Linked DNA regions of Anas platyrhynchos: region 2 is linked to region 1. A link is a contact called in public Hi-C data. All regions are on one chromosome and are shown on one strand. The core of a region is the stretch at or near the end of the contact, and the rest is flanking DNA. Distances in the headings are between cores, read along the strand shown.

Region 1 (6,340 bases), core at 3,391-5,890:
TGAGCAGCCTCAGCAGGGAATGCTTTATCTTGGCCTTTATGTTTCCAAGGATATGTGGCTTGTAAAAACCTGGTGTTGTTCAAGGATAACATGACAAAGACAAGATGTCCATAGATTTTCTTGTGCGTAGTCTAGTTTTGGTGCTATGCTGGAGTAGTGCTCCCTTCTTAGCTCATTGCTAGAAGCTCCGAGGAAATACTGGGAGTACCAAGTAGCTCTGGTGGAAACTGAGAAGTGAGACGCCATCCCAGGGTAGAGGGCTTCTTGGGGATTCCTGGAGATTCACACTTTCTTAACTGATTAGGTTTGGGCGACTTCTTCGTGAAAGTGTTGGTCCCGGTATGCCAAATTGGCCTGAATGGCCTCACCCTCCTATACCTGTGGAGGATAGATTTTGGGTGCTTGCTTTGCAGTGGGTGCTTGGCAAGCTTGGTGTTGTGCTGGGATTTAACTCGTCAGGGAGATGCCGAGCAGATCTGTGTATGGCAGTGTATGGTTGCCTGAATTTGGGGTGCTGTTCTCACGTGTGGTGTCCTTGGGTCAGGTTCAGAGAGTCTGGCAGAGGTGCGAGTGCAGACTTGCACTTGAGGGCTGGGCCCCTGAGGTGGTCTTGGTGCAAGGAGCCACACAAGACCTCTGTAGTTTTCTTTTGTCATTTAGGTACGTGATTATTTTTTTTTTTAATAACTTTTCCTTGGGAGAGTTTCTCAGATGTGTTTGCATTTTCCCTAGAACACGTTGGATAGCAGAGCTGTGGCCACAAACTTGTTCTGAGACCACACTTTGGAGGCCAGCCTCTTAGGGGAGACAGGCCAAGCAAATTCAACAGCAGGATTTTCCTGCCAACCTCTCCTCTCCTCATCAGCCAGCCCTGGCAATGCAGGGCCTCTGCTGCTGTCTGCAGTTCACAGTGTCCCGATCTTGTCCCCGTGGCGTGAGCAAACCACCATCCCAAAAGGATAAAGACAGCAGCATTTACATTATTAATATCAGCCAAGAGTAACCTTGGTTTTCTGGTTGGGAAGATGATGGTAAAGTGCTGACTGCTGCTCACAGTTGCCTAAAAAAGCAGGAGAGAAATTCTTTTGGGATGTGACTCTAAACCCTTCTGAGTTACGGCGTCCGCTTAAGCACATACATTTTGAAACCTTTTATGGGCATATTGCAGTGTTGCATGGGCCATGGCATGCCATCTCCTGCTCCTGAGTCTTACTTCCCTTTTTTAAGGGCAAAGCCCTCCAGACTGACGTTCCAGTTATGTGAAATACTTAAGTCGGACTTTAAGCAGTTTAGAATTACTGTGGAAAGCAAAGGACTCCTTGTGCTGAAGTGAGCTGTTGAATCAGGTTTTGAGAGAGGGAAAGCCCTTATCAGCCCTTATCCAAGGGGAAGAACTGCCTGTAGTTTCCTCTCTTACCTTTGGTTTTCCAGTTCAGAAGAGCTTTCTTCACACATGCTCACAGTCCTGCCAGCTCTGCTCGGATGTGCAAGCACAAGCTCGGTGCCTGTGACCCAGTGCAAATGCAATGCCGTGCTTGGCAAGCCCCAGGGGTTGTCTCTGCACTGAAAGGAGTGAGATGGGGCTCTAAAACCTAGCTGGCAAGTTCTAGCAGCTTTTACATTTACCCTTGTGTGTCTGTGAGTCAGAGCCAGGAGCTGGCCGAGGGAGTGCAGAGGGGTTGGTTGTGCCTACAGTGAGCTCTGGCACCTCGGTGTCCACTGTAATGTAACCTGCAGCATCGCCGGATCCACATGGGGAAGGAAGTTCAAGCCTTCCTTCGTCTAGACCTGATCTGTAACAGTAACTGATGCTGGGATTCACATAGATGTCCCAAACCTGCAAGTCCCTACCCTAGTGGGGGTTGGGGCAAATGGGATCCTTGTAAATGTGGAGCCATGCTTGGGCATGGTGTCCCGCCTTGCTGCTTCGTCAGCAAATCTACCCAGCTATTTCTCTTGATTGCATTAGCCTGATGAAGCTGGCTGCAGGGAAGAGGGTAGAAGATTCCTTCAAGGAGAATGACACTGAACGAGCACATGGAGTTGGTGGATTTCTTCAGTAGTGTAGAATCAGTTTGATGTAGTCCCTTTGCTGACAATTGCATTCTGCTGCTTGGTTCACTCATCTGAAAGACGGTGCAGTAATGTGTATTTATGTAATTGAGCTGTTTGGAAGCTTTCAAACAAATACAAACAAGATATGCCAGGTTTTCTGGAGAGCCCATAGTCTGACATCTCCCACAGAACATTTAAATAAGTGGTTAGATTTCCAAGTGAGGAGCTGAGCTCTTTGAAAACCTGCCCCTATAAATATTGTTAAGCTGGTATTAAATAAATGAATTTGAGGCACTTGGGTGAATGTTGCCCCCATACAAGCACAGTTTTATTTATGGCTTATTAATGTTGTTTTATTGCTATTCTTAAAACTGCAGAGAACCATGCAGTGACCACTTGTCCCATTTAGTCTCTCCTACTGTGTCAAACGATGGCCTTTTGATTAAAGGAAAAACCAAGGATTTGGAAAAACAGCCTTCGAAGCCTTGCTATGATGCAGCCTGCCTTAAAAGTGTTGCAATGCCAGTCTCCGTGCCTAATTGCACTTCTTGACCTCTCAGAAGCAGTACAAAGAAAATGCCTTAGACTGAGTGGAGTTGAGCTACTGTAGTAACGAGACCCTGGGTGTCTTAGATGTCCTGACTGAGTAAGCATTTCAAAACCTGACTCTGTCTAAATGAATAGCTATCAAATGTGGTTAGTTCTGCAAACAAGACTGCCTGTTACTGAAAGCCCTCTCTCCTGGAACAGAAGGGGAAACATTCTGCTTAACTCTAGCTAACGTGTTAAGGTGGTAAAATATTTCTACTGCCCATGCGATATAAAGTACATGGCACAAAAGGAGTGGTGATCTGTGCTCGCAGGAGCCTTGGCACTTCTGACATCTGACTCTCTGAACATCTGCTCAGTGTCTGGCCTTGGTGTTGGCTTTCAGTGCCTTGGTTACTCTGTCCCCGCCATCAGAAGAGTTGGAGGCTGTGATTCTGGACTGCTGGATTTTAACCTCTAGGTGTATTTTCACTTCTGTCTGAAGCCGGCACCTTGGTGTGGCTCTGTGCTGTTTCCTGTGTTATGCTTGAGCTCCAAGCTGGAAAGCTGGGATCCAGAAGTGCCTTTCCATAGCACATAGTTTAAAACTGTGGGGAAGGTACATACTCCTGAAGGAGAAAATGGGCCTGCTGAGAAATGAGTGTACTCAAACCGAGAGCACTTGCAATTCCCAAAGTTTGTGGCGAAATGTTATAGCAGATGGCCCGCTTACAACGTGGGATATTATTAGAACCATGATCAGTGCTAATAAGGTCATTGACAGTGGGGGAGGAGGTCGGTGTCTGACCTTGTTTGCAAGGTGGCAGCCTGCGCTCTAGGGGACAAGTTTTTCTCTTGCGAGAGTAGAATGTGAACACATGAAACAGGCCACTTCTGCATGCCTTAATGTGGCTGCAGAGGAGACAGAAACACTCGCTGCCCAGCCCTGCACAACTGCTGTGGGGACACTGCTTGCTGTGACCCTTGGCTGAGGTGAGCTCGCAAAGAAAGCACCCTTAAAAAGTGGAGACAAATTCTGCTTACAGTAACAGTCCCAGGATCAGGTTAGCTGGTCCTAGAGAATTAGTATGACATCAGAGGCATTGCCTGGTTCCCTGCTAACTGGTTAGTGGTGTGCACTGAGTTTTGTCATGCCTCTGCCCCCAGCACTCCCTCTGGGTGGGTCTGCATGGATCAAGTCTTCCTTTTCTAGGCACAGCCTCTCCATGTCAGCGAGTGCTGCTCCTCCGTGCATGGGGGAATTGGATCATCTCGTAGCAGAGAGAAGGGAAAAGTAGCTCAGGCTTAGAAATATTGCGACTTGAGCCTCTTGAACCTTCTCTGAGCCCAGCTGGAGAGTCGAGTCCCCATTTGGGGTTAGCAAGGCTTAGCTGCCACTGAGATGGCTGGAGAGGGCTGGTGTGCATCACTGCTAGACAGGAAGGTTTGAGGGAAAAGGCTGCTCTCATCCTCCTGGCTCCTCAGCGAAGCAGTGTCTTTTAAATGGATCAACTTGAGGCAGGCTCACATGGACACTACATTAACACAGTGTTTGCTTCTAGCTGGTCTCTTCTAAACTAGGTGTCAAAGTAAACCATGACAGACAGGAGTTTGGGGATCAGCTGGGTTGTGTTAGTGATGCCCTTCTCCCTGCCCAGCAGTACATACACCAGGCTCTGATGAGGGTTTAAGCCCTTGGCCCAGATGGTGATGCTTTAACTCTGTCTCCTTGCTTCTGCTTTGAATGTGCAGGTAGCTGCTGTGGTCACATCTGTGTGCTTATGGAGAGAAAACAGCTCTGCCCTGCCTGCATGGCCCCACTGCATCGAGGGGCTGCAGGGACAGCACGTGAAGTACCCGTCTGCTTTTGCTGGGGTCAGGATTCAGCCAGGGCAGTGCAGCCACAGGAGGGTTGCAGTTAGCCTGCCTGAGAGCACAGCCTCTATGTGACGGGGGTTCCTAAGTCCTTATTATCCGCAGGGGCATGGCTGGTGCTGGGAACAATCACATGGAGATTAGGTCCTTAAAGAGCCCCTGCCACAACTGAGCAAAGTTTGAAAACAAAACCTCAGCGTGTAATCTCAACTGCACCGGCTGATCCTGCTGACCGGCGTGTCCTCCCATTGCTGGTAGTTACCGCAGGATCAGAGCGTGAGTTGAGCTTGCTTTCTGACCATTAAGTTCAGCCTGATCGTGCATGCTCCGTTTGTGCAGCACCGTGCCACGTGTGGTACTGGGGCTCTGCTCCTGGGGGTCCCTTTTTGTGGCACTGCAGGTACAGAGTGCTGGCTGGGCTCTGAGTTTGGCAGGAGGAAGCAAGAGCCTTGCTGGGGGAGGCATTTCAGCCTATGCAGAAATGCTTGAGTAGCCCAGACAGCAGGGAAGTGAAAGCAGGAAATGGAGATGAACCTTCAAGGAGGGCTTGCAAAGTCACGCAGATATGGCAGAGGTGACTCTCAGAGGTTTGAGGTCAACTGTAGGAAGTAAAGTGCTTTACTCCCTGTGAGGGAATCTTGTTGCATAAAACTGGATTTCTGAGGCACAGGCTTGTCTTCTGATGCAGTGTTGCTTCTTCCCAAACTCTGGAGTGGCAGGTGTTAAAAATGCATCTGGTGCTTTTTGCAGGCGTCCTCCCAAATCTCACTCCAATGTCACAAGACTTGCAGCCTTATTCCAATGCCTAGCTTCTCCTCCTTTCTGCTCTGTATCCTCCTCCCCTCTGGGTTTATTTGTCCCCGAGCCCTCCTGCAGCTCCGCTGCCCCTCTCCACCCCTGTCATTAGATGGTGGTGTCAGTGGGGACTGAACGAGGCAACCTGGGCAGTCTCCTCAGCCTCTCCCTCCTCCTGTTGCTTCTGTGGTCACTTTTTAGTTCAGTGCACCTGGTACACTTGCAGATAAGCAGTAATCATCACAGTTACCTCCCTGCAGACTTTGGCTCCCTGCTGTGTCAATCGTGTTGCCTGTAAAGCCCCCGTTGCATTCTGAGGTGTAGGAGCTGGAACAAGGCGAGCAGGCTGAGTGACTCAGAGGTGCTCAGAGCTGGGGAGCTGTCAGCTTGATGAAAGTAGGCCAGAGATGTCTGAAACATTCATGGGGCCGGGAGAGGTGGATGGCAGGGGGGAATAGCTCCCGGGAGCTCCTGGGGCTGGCACATGGGGTGGGAAGGCTGGGCACAGGCACGCCAGCCTGAGTGGCAGGGGCTGGCTGCCCACCATGCTGTAGCAGGGGGCGGATTATCCAGCACTGCCTCCCCACCAGCTCTGTGTCACACTTCTGTCACCGGAGCCCACTCAAACGTTTGGTTTGTGAGCCACGGTTTGGAGCCTTTAGGAAAAAAAGTGCCTCGGGGGCTGAGAGGCAAATGGATGGGGTTGCTTTCAGCTGGCGATGCGGAGGTGGGGAGAGCACCGTGTCTATTGCTGGGAGGTAGGAGCTCAGCACCCAGGGCCACGTGGCCGCAGCTCTGCAGCTGCAGCAAGGAGAGGCTCATCTGGAGGCTCGCTTCCAAGTGAATTGTCTGCCTGAGTTAGCAAGTCTTTGAGGAGGGAGCGCAGAAGTGGTCTCCTGCAGAGCCTGTGCGCACAACTTGCAGGCTGAATTCAATTGCCTGGATGTGAAATGCAATGGAGTCAGTCCTCCTGCGAGTCTCAGCAGAATCATAACTGGATGCTTTCCCCCCCTTGCTGTCACACGGCCTCATGGTTATGGAGGATCAGTAATTTGGAGATGATTCATAAAGAATGGTAGCAAGCAGT
Region 2 (6,237 bases), core at 2,393-4,892, 45 kb before region 1:
GCACTCATTAAAGCCGCCTTGCAGCATCCCTGCCCCATAACTCGCGCGGGGCGATGGTTATTCCATCCACTGGCATGCAGCCACATGTCCTTGCAGGCACCTGCAGGAGGGAACTGGCTTGCAAGGTTGGTCCTGTTCCACCTCTCACAGCCACACCGGAGGTACCCGGCATGGGCGTCACCAACCTGTGCCAAGGTGCAGGCGTGTGTCCCCGGCATGCGGAGGGGGCTTAACGTCTGCTTGCACAGCAGGGAGGTGAAGGTGAGCCAGGGTTTTGCACCAGGGAATGGACAACAGGGACAGAGCTCACTCAGGATCTAATCCACCACTGCCTTGGTTTTGTTTTTCTTTGTGGCAATCAATATTTAGCTGGAAGAAAATTTGAGAGAGAAAGGTGAGACCCTCCAGAAACAAGGAGGCGCAGCAGGGTTGCAATAAGGCGTGGCAGAAAAGTTTCAAACCTAAAGTTTTCATAAATTTATGTGTGTCTACGTATACATAGATATATAAAGTATATATATATAAACATATACATATATGTTTATTTATTTTTAAAAATGTTTATTTATTTATTTACAAAATATTTTCAAAAGTGCTAGAGTTCTTTAACCTTACTGGTTATCTACATAAAGGTGGAGAGACACCCGAAGTGCTTGTTAACCAGGGCGTGCATTGGAGTACAGAAGGTTCCCAAAAACCTGTACGTGGGGCTGTTCACATTCTTTGGGCAGTGCGTGGAGGGCTGAACACAGTCCCAGCCACATTCCCCCACTTCCCTGAGTTGATACATCTTTCCCAGTGAAAATGAAATATGTTTTTTCTGTGAAGAATGTAAGTTCTTGAGAGAGCGATAAGAAGTGGTATCATCAGGAAATCTTGCAGTCAGCTGCAGGTGTACCAGCCTTCCCTCCCCCTGGGCTTGGTATCTACAACAAACACCCTACAGCACTCGGGTGCCTGAAGGATGTAACATGAGACTCTGGGCTACAAAACTTGTATATTTTGAGTTTTCAGTGAGGAAAATGAAGCACAAATCACTGGGCTCCATGTGGGAAATGAAACAGAAGAGCCTGTGAAATATGGGAGGGGGGAATCAGACTGAGCAGTCTCTCTCTGCATTCAAAACGTCTATGAACATTGTTGAAACACCATGTGACTGTGTGATTGTTTTGCATTTCTGGAAATTGCTCTGCAAGGTGCTGGGCGATAGCGAAAGCCAGCCCCTGGCGTTGCATGGCTCCCAGCACCGCTGCACTGTCACACCAGGAGCTTTGTTGTACAAAGAAAGCACAACTGGAGTCTGCTGCTTTGTCCCTGTTATAAGCAGGTAAATTAAAGGTTAGAGGGACTGTAATTTGCTTCAGGATATGGGGAGTATTGGGGCAGGACTGGGACCTGCGAGCCCTAGCTGGCAGTCCCTTGCTCTGACTTCTGCATGCCAGCTTCATTTGCTTTGTTAAAAATAACCTTGTTTATAACCTCTGTTTCATGATTCAGCTTTTCTGCAATCAACAACCGATCACCATCAGAGCAGGGTAGCATCAGATTTCGGGAGGAAGATGCAATGGGATGGTGCAGCTCAGGGATGCTCCTTGCAAAAGGGCAGTTCAATTAAGGAAATGAGGGATACCTTGTCAAAGGACTGCTCTTTCTGGGGAGGAGTTCCCCTCTCCGAGATCCCTGTGCCAAATCTAAAACTGCCTGGAGCTTCTGTTGTGCAAATCCCCACCCATCCTTCTGCCCAGCCAGAAACACCGGTGCCTCATCAATGTGCATGTGGCCCTGTGCAGGCCCAAAGGTACAGGCAAGCTTGGTTTTCCTGGTTTTCCTCACCTCCTTCTTGCCTGTAGGTCAGAACATCAGACATGCGTTGCTCTACAGACTGCAACCTGGAGCCCTACCAGCAGCACAGCTACTGGTTTTACATCTAAGGCAAGACTCATTGCCAAGAAAAATCTCCTAGAAAGTCCTGCGTGCCCGCTTTTATTCCTCACACTGCTGGGTGATGTGTCCCGTGAGCAGCTCAGCCCTCCCTGCTTTTAATGACCGTGCTGCCAGGGCTTGCTCCCCACTGTAGTCTCTTGCTGGCAAAAATCTGGCAGGGATTTGTTTTACTACTGCTTGGATGGAGTTGAGGTGAATAAAAGTGTAGCTGCTGGTGCTACCGTGCTCCTCTGGGCACAGAGGTCGGAGCAGTTGCTGTGTGAGTGGGGCCGGGAGGGGATGGCACTGGCTGCCCACGGGGTTGTCCCTGCATCCTGGACTTGGGAATGGCCCGGCTCTGGGCTGAGCAGGCCATGGCAATTTTCACCCCATTTGTCAGACAGGGAAACTAAAGCACAAAAATGCTCAGGATGGGCTTTTTCCAAAAGCATCTGGTGATTTTGGGCTAGCTATGGATTACCCTGCCATTTTCTCTCAGGTGGGCCACCTCACCGGCTGCTTCAGAAAAAGCTGGCTCCATCAATTTGCCCGCAGCTGCCCAGATAACCAGCAGCAGACATAAACAGAAGCCAGACCCCAGAGGCACAGTCCTGTGATGCAAACCTGAGATCGTCCTTCCTTTTTTAGGACCCAATCCTTTGTCCTTGCAGCAAGAGGCATAAATGCGATTTCTTTTTTTACACATCACTGTGTGTTTAATGTTTAACAGTGGGATCATTACGGTTTTATTAGCAGTATGTAATGCTTTTTCATCTTCAACTGACTTTGCAAACATTAACTAATTGATTTCAACTATGAGTTGGCATGGTGGTAACTAAGAGAAGTGATCTGCTCCTGGCCGCAGAGGAAGTCGTCGTGAGAACAGGGTGCAGAAAGCAGGGCTCCTGGTGTGCTGCTCGGACCGCCAATGCCGGCGTTTTTATTACAGCCATTTCCAGCAGGGCTGTTTTCAGGGAGGGCCGTTCCGCACGCGATAAGCGATCCTCGTCTGCCTCTTTCAGCTCCTGGTTGAGCTGGACAAAATGTTGTATGTATTGTTGAACCTCGTATAATGCTGATTTAAAAAACAAAAAAAAAAAAAGAAAAGAAAAAAAAAGAAAGAAAAAAGAAAGAAAAAAATAAAAAAATAAAAAAGAAAGGAAAAAAAAAAAGAAAAAATAGGTGATTGACTCAGTTTTCTTATGTGATCCATTGGTTGCTGGTTGTTTCCAGCTCGCCCCGACCAAATGCATAATTAAAATGTAAGTATTCGTGGGAATTAGATGCTAGAGTCAGAAACTGCTTGCAATCAGACAGCGATATCTTAAAGACGGGTCTGCCTTGAAGCATCCTGAAGCCGTCCACCCGGACACGAGCCGCAGGTCCGCAGCACGCAGCGCATGCAGGGCTCCAGCACGGCTTTGCCCCCTCCTCTCCCTCACGCTGCGCCCCCGCTGTCCCCAAAGCCACCGTCGCGAGGGGGAAGGGGCGCAGCGGGGTGACACAGCCCGCGGCTTTGGGGTCTGCGGGGACAGAGGGGACGGCTCCCGGGACGGGGAGGGAGGCGACGTGGGTTGGGGGGGGGGGGGGACCCGAGGGGCTGCGCTGCCCCGGTGCGCGGTGCCGCGCGGTGCCGTGGCGGCCGTCGGGTTGCCATGGCAGCAGCCAGGCGGCGCGGCGGCGCGCACGGCCGGCGGGGCGCGGCGCGGCGCGGCCCCGGAGCGTACCATGTGCGCCCGGCGGCGGAGGGGCCGCGACGACGACGACGACGGCGGCTGCTGCTGCTGCAGCTGCTGCTGCTGCCGCCCTGCTAGCTCCGCCGCGGCGGGCAACGGCGACCGGGAGCCGCTGCGTCAATGTAACCGCGGCGGTGGTGATGGAGGAGGGAGGGGGAGCGCGGGGAGGGGGCGCCGCTGAGTGACATTTCCACGCCGCGCGTGGCCGCTCCGCCGCGGGGAGGGCGGGCGGGGAGGGAGGGAGGCGTTAAAATGGCGGCGCGCAGCCGGCCCCCGTGCTAAACCGGCCCCCGTGGCTCGCCCCGCGCCGCCGCCACCCAGCGTGGCACGGAGCGGCCGCCCGCTGCCTGCCCGCTGCCTGCCCGCTTAGCGCCGCCGCTGCTTCCCCCCCACCCCCCCCCCCACACCTCGAGGTAAGGCCCCGCAGCGGTGCTCGGGAGCCCCCCGCGGAACGGGGAGGGGGGCGCGGAGGCGGCGCCGGGGGGAGCGGCGGGGCCGGGGGTGCGGGCTCGGTTCGGGGGGTTGGGGGGGGGTTGGGGCGCTCCGGGTCTTTGTCTGAGCCGCGGCTCGGCGCTGCCCCCCCCCTCCCTTCACCCCCCACGAAAGGTCGCCTTGCTGCCGTTCGGGTGTGTGTTTTTATTAAAAAAAAAAAACAAAAATACAGAAATAACACCAAAACGGCCCGGCCAACAAACTCACGGACTGGGTTCTGCAGTCGTCGTGGCTGCCCGAAGCGTGCCAGGCGGTTTTTCCGCGCTCGCAGCGTAGCGAAATGCCTCCTCGGCCCGAGAGGCTGAAGCAGAGTTTTAGTCCCGAAAAAGCAGCACAAAGTATTTGCTGGGCTCCCCTCCTGCTGCAGAAACGAGCGGGGGCTTTGGAGGGGGAATTTCTTTTTTTTTTTTTTTCTTTTTTTTTTTTTTTTGGACTCTTATTAAGGCATGCGCATTTGTTCATTCTTGCCACTGCACTGGAGTCTGCCTAGAAACAAAGAACACAGCCTGGCGAAGTTGATGCTGGCTCTGAAAGTGTCTGGCTTTTTTTTTTTTAATTTTTATTATTATTGTTTTCTTCGTCATTTACTTGTGCCGTGGTTAAAAGGCTCTAGATATTTCCGTGAGTTATCTCCATGTGTCTGCATAGATTTTCAGCCCCCCCCCCCCCCCCCGCCTCTGCCCCCCTCGACCCTGCCAGGCCAGGTCTCTACGCATTTCGGAAAGTGCAGCCATGATAGAGAGAGCAACTTCTCCCATTTTCACCCAGCCCCGTGGTATGACAGTTCGTGGTAGGTGTGCCTTCCGACCGGGAGCCACCCCCTTGCTGAATCATTGTGGAGCGATGGCCGGACAGCTCGTCTGCTCGGGGAGCAAAATATTCCCCCGTGGAGCATGAGGTGATGGCGAGGCGAGAAGAAAGTAAGAGACCTGTGAGCGTTCGGTTCGGGCTCGGCCGGGCGGTTGCAGGGAGCAAAACCGTCCCCTCCCGCGGCAGCAGGAGCAGTGGGTGCAGGTTTGGGCTGAGAGGCGAAACGTGCGGCGCTGCCTTGGAGGTAGTGAAACTCCGAGGGCCTGATCCTGCTGCGGAGGCTCCGGGTGTATCGAGGCTCCGTGTGTACCGCGTTTTGGGAGCAGCGTGTGAATCGGTGGTACTGTGCAGCGATGGTTATGAGCGGTAATCCAGGGATGTGTTTGTATAGATAAGCGTTTGAGCGGTGCCGTGTCCGTGCTATTTGCCTAAAACTGGGTGCTTGTTTATTCTGCGCTGGTGAAAGTCGTCAGCTTCGTTACTGCGAAGAAATAATGACTTTGGGGGGCTTGGGGCGTGTGCGTGTCAATTACTAAAGTGCTGCTTGGTGCTTCTGCCTTTATTCAAAGGATGCCAGAAAGTATGGAAGTGAGAGGTGGGATGAGCAATTTTGAGCTGGGGTGTATCAAGCAAGACTAAATTGCAGTGGTTGTTGGACATGTAATGTGATCCTGTAATTAGAGCGAGGTAATAGTCTATATACCATGTTGAAACTATCGAGTGTCTGAGTTGGAGCAGTCTGAATTAAGCAAGTTCTGCTGGGATTATGCAGTAGCAGAAGTAATGCAGTTAAAGTTTCCATAAGCAGCTTCGGTGGGGTTGCAGAGATGTTTTCCCCCTATGGGTCCTCCTTGCGGGTATTTTGCTTTTAAGGTAGCGCGTAGAGGCTGCAGCGGTGCTGCTCTCCAGGTTGGAGAAATACCTTATGTGGCACAGTCCTGCTCCTTGGAGCTTTACTTACAAACGAGGGCCTGAATTTCACATCTCAGCCCTAGGGAGAAGAAATAAACTCCCGAAGGAAAGGGCTCATGGGTTCAGCTTTGTGCGGTTCGCACAACTGAGGGGGATTTAAAGGGCTGTGTAATTTGGTCTTAAAACTTCCCTGCCCCCACCACTCTATACCCCGAAAAGATTTGTGTTACCAAGAGGTCTGGTCTGGAGCCTGCGGGGCCATGGGCTTTCCAGCACTCCCTGCCAGCGGGTGGGAGCTCGGGGGGCTGTCGGACAGGGCCTGCCTTGCTGCAGGGCTGTGCAGCTCCTGGGCACGAACTGAGTG

Evidence for each region. Hi-C and Micro-C count contacts between places; a contact is called where the count stands out from the background.
Region 2: a contact with region 1 is called in a Hi-C map of liver, with 1.7 times the contacts expected there. The contact joins the promoter of MBNL3 here to the enhancer-like site in region 1. A contact is called at or near these places in 2 of 8 Hi-C or Micro-C datasets (liver and subcutaneous adipose tissue).

What each region holds. Positions count from the first base shown.
Region 1 is chr10:16,201,516-16,207,855 of IASCAAS_PekinDuck_T2T, reverse strand. All of the region lies in intron 1 of MBNL3 (muscleblind like splicing regulator 3), which reads left to right. Among named protein-coding and RNA genes, the nearest start is that of MBNL3, 44 kb to the left of the region's middle. Within about 2 kb of position 4,640, at least 1 of the 8 cell types and tissues checked has an H3K27ac peak or open chromatin away from gene starts, as enhancers often do.
Region 2 is chr10:16,245,987-16,252,223 of IASCAAS_PekinDuck_T2T, reverse strand. MBNL3 (muscleblind like splicing regulator 3) reads left to right here and starts at 3,642. Exons shown (of 9, transcript XM_038184674.2): 1 at 3,642-3,781. It overlaps LOC119717963 (a long non-coding RNA gene), which reads right to left and starts at 4,780. Exons shown (of 2, transcript XR_005268429.2): 1 at 4,359-4,780; 2 at 2,613-2,998.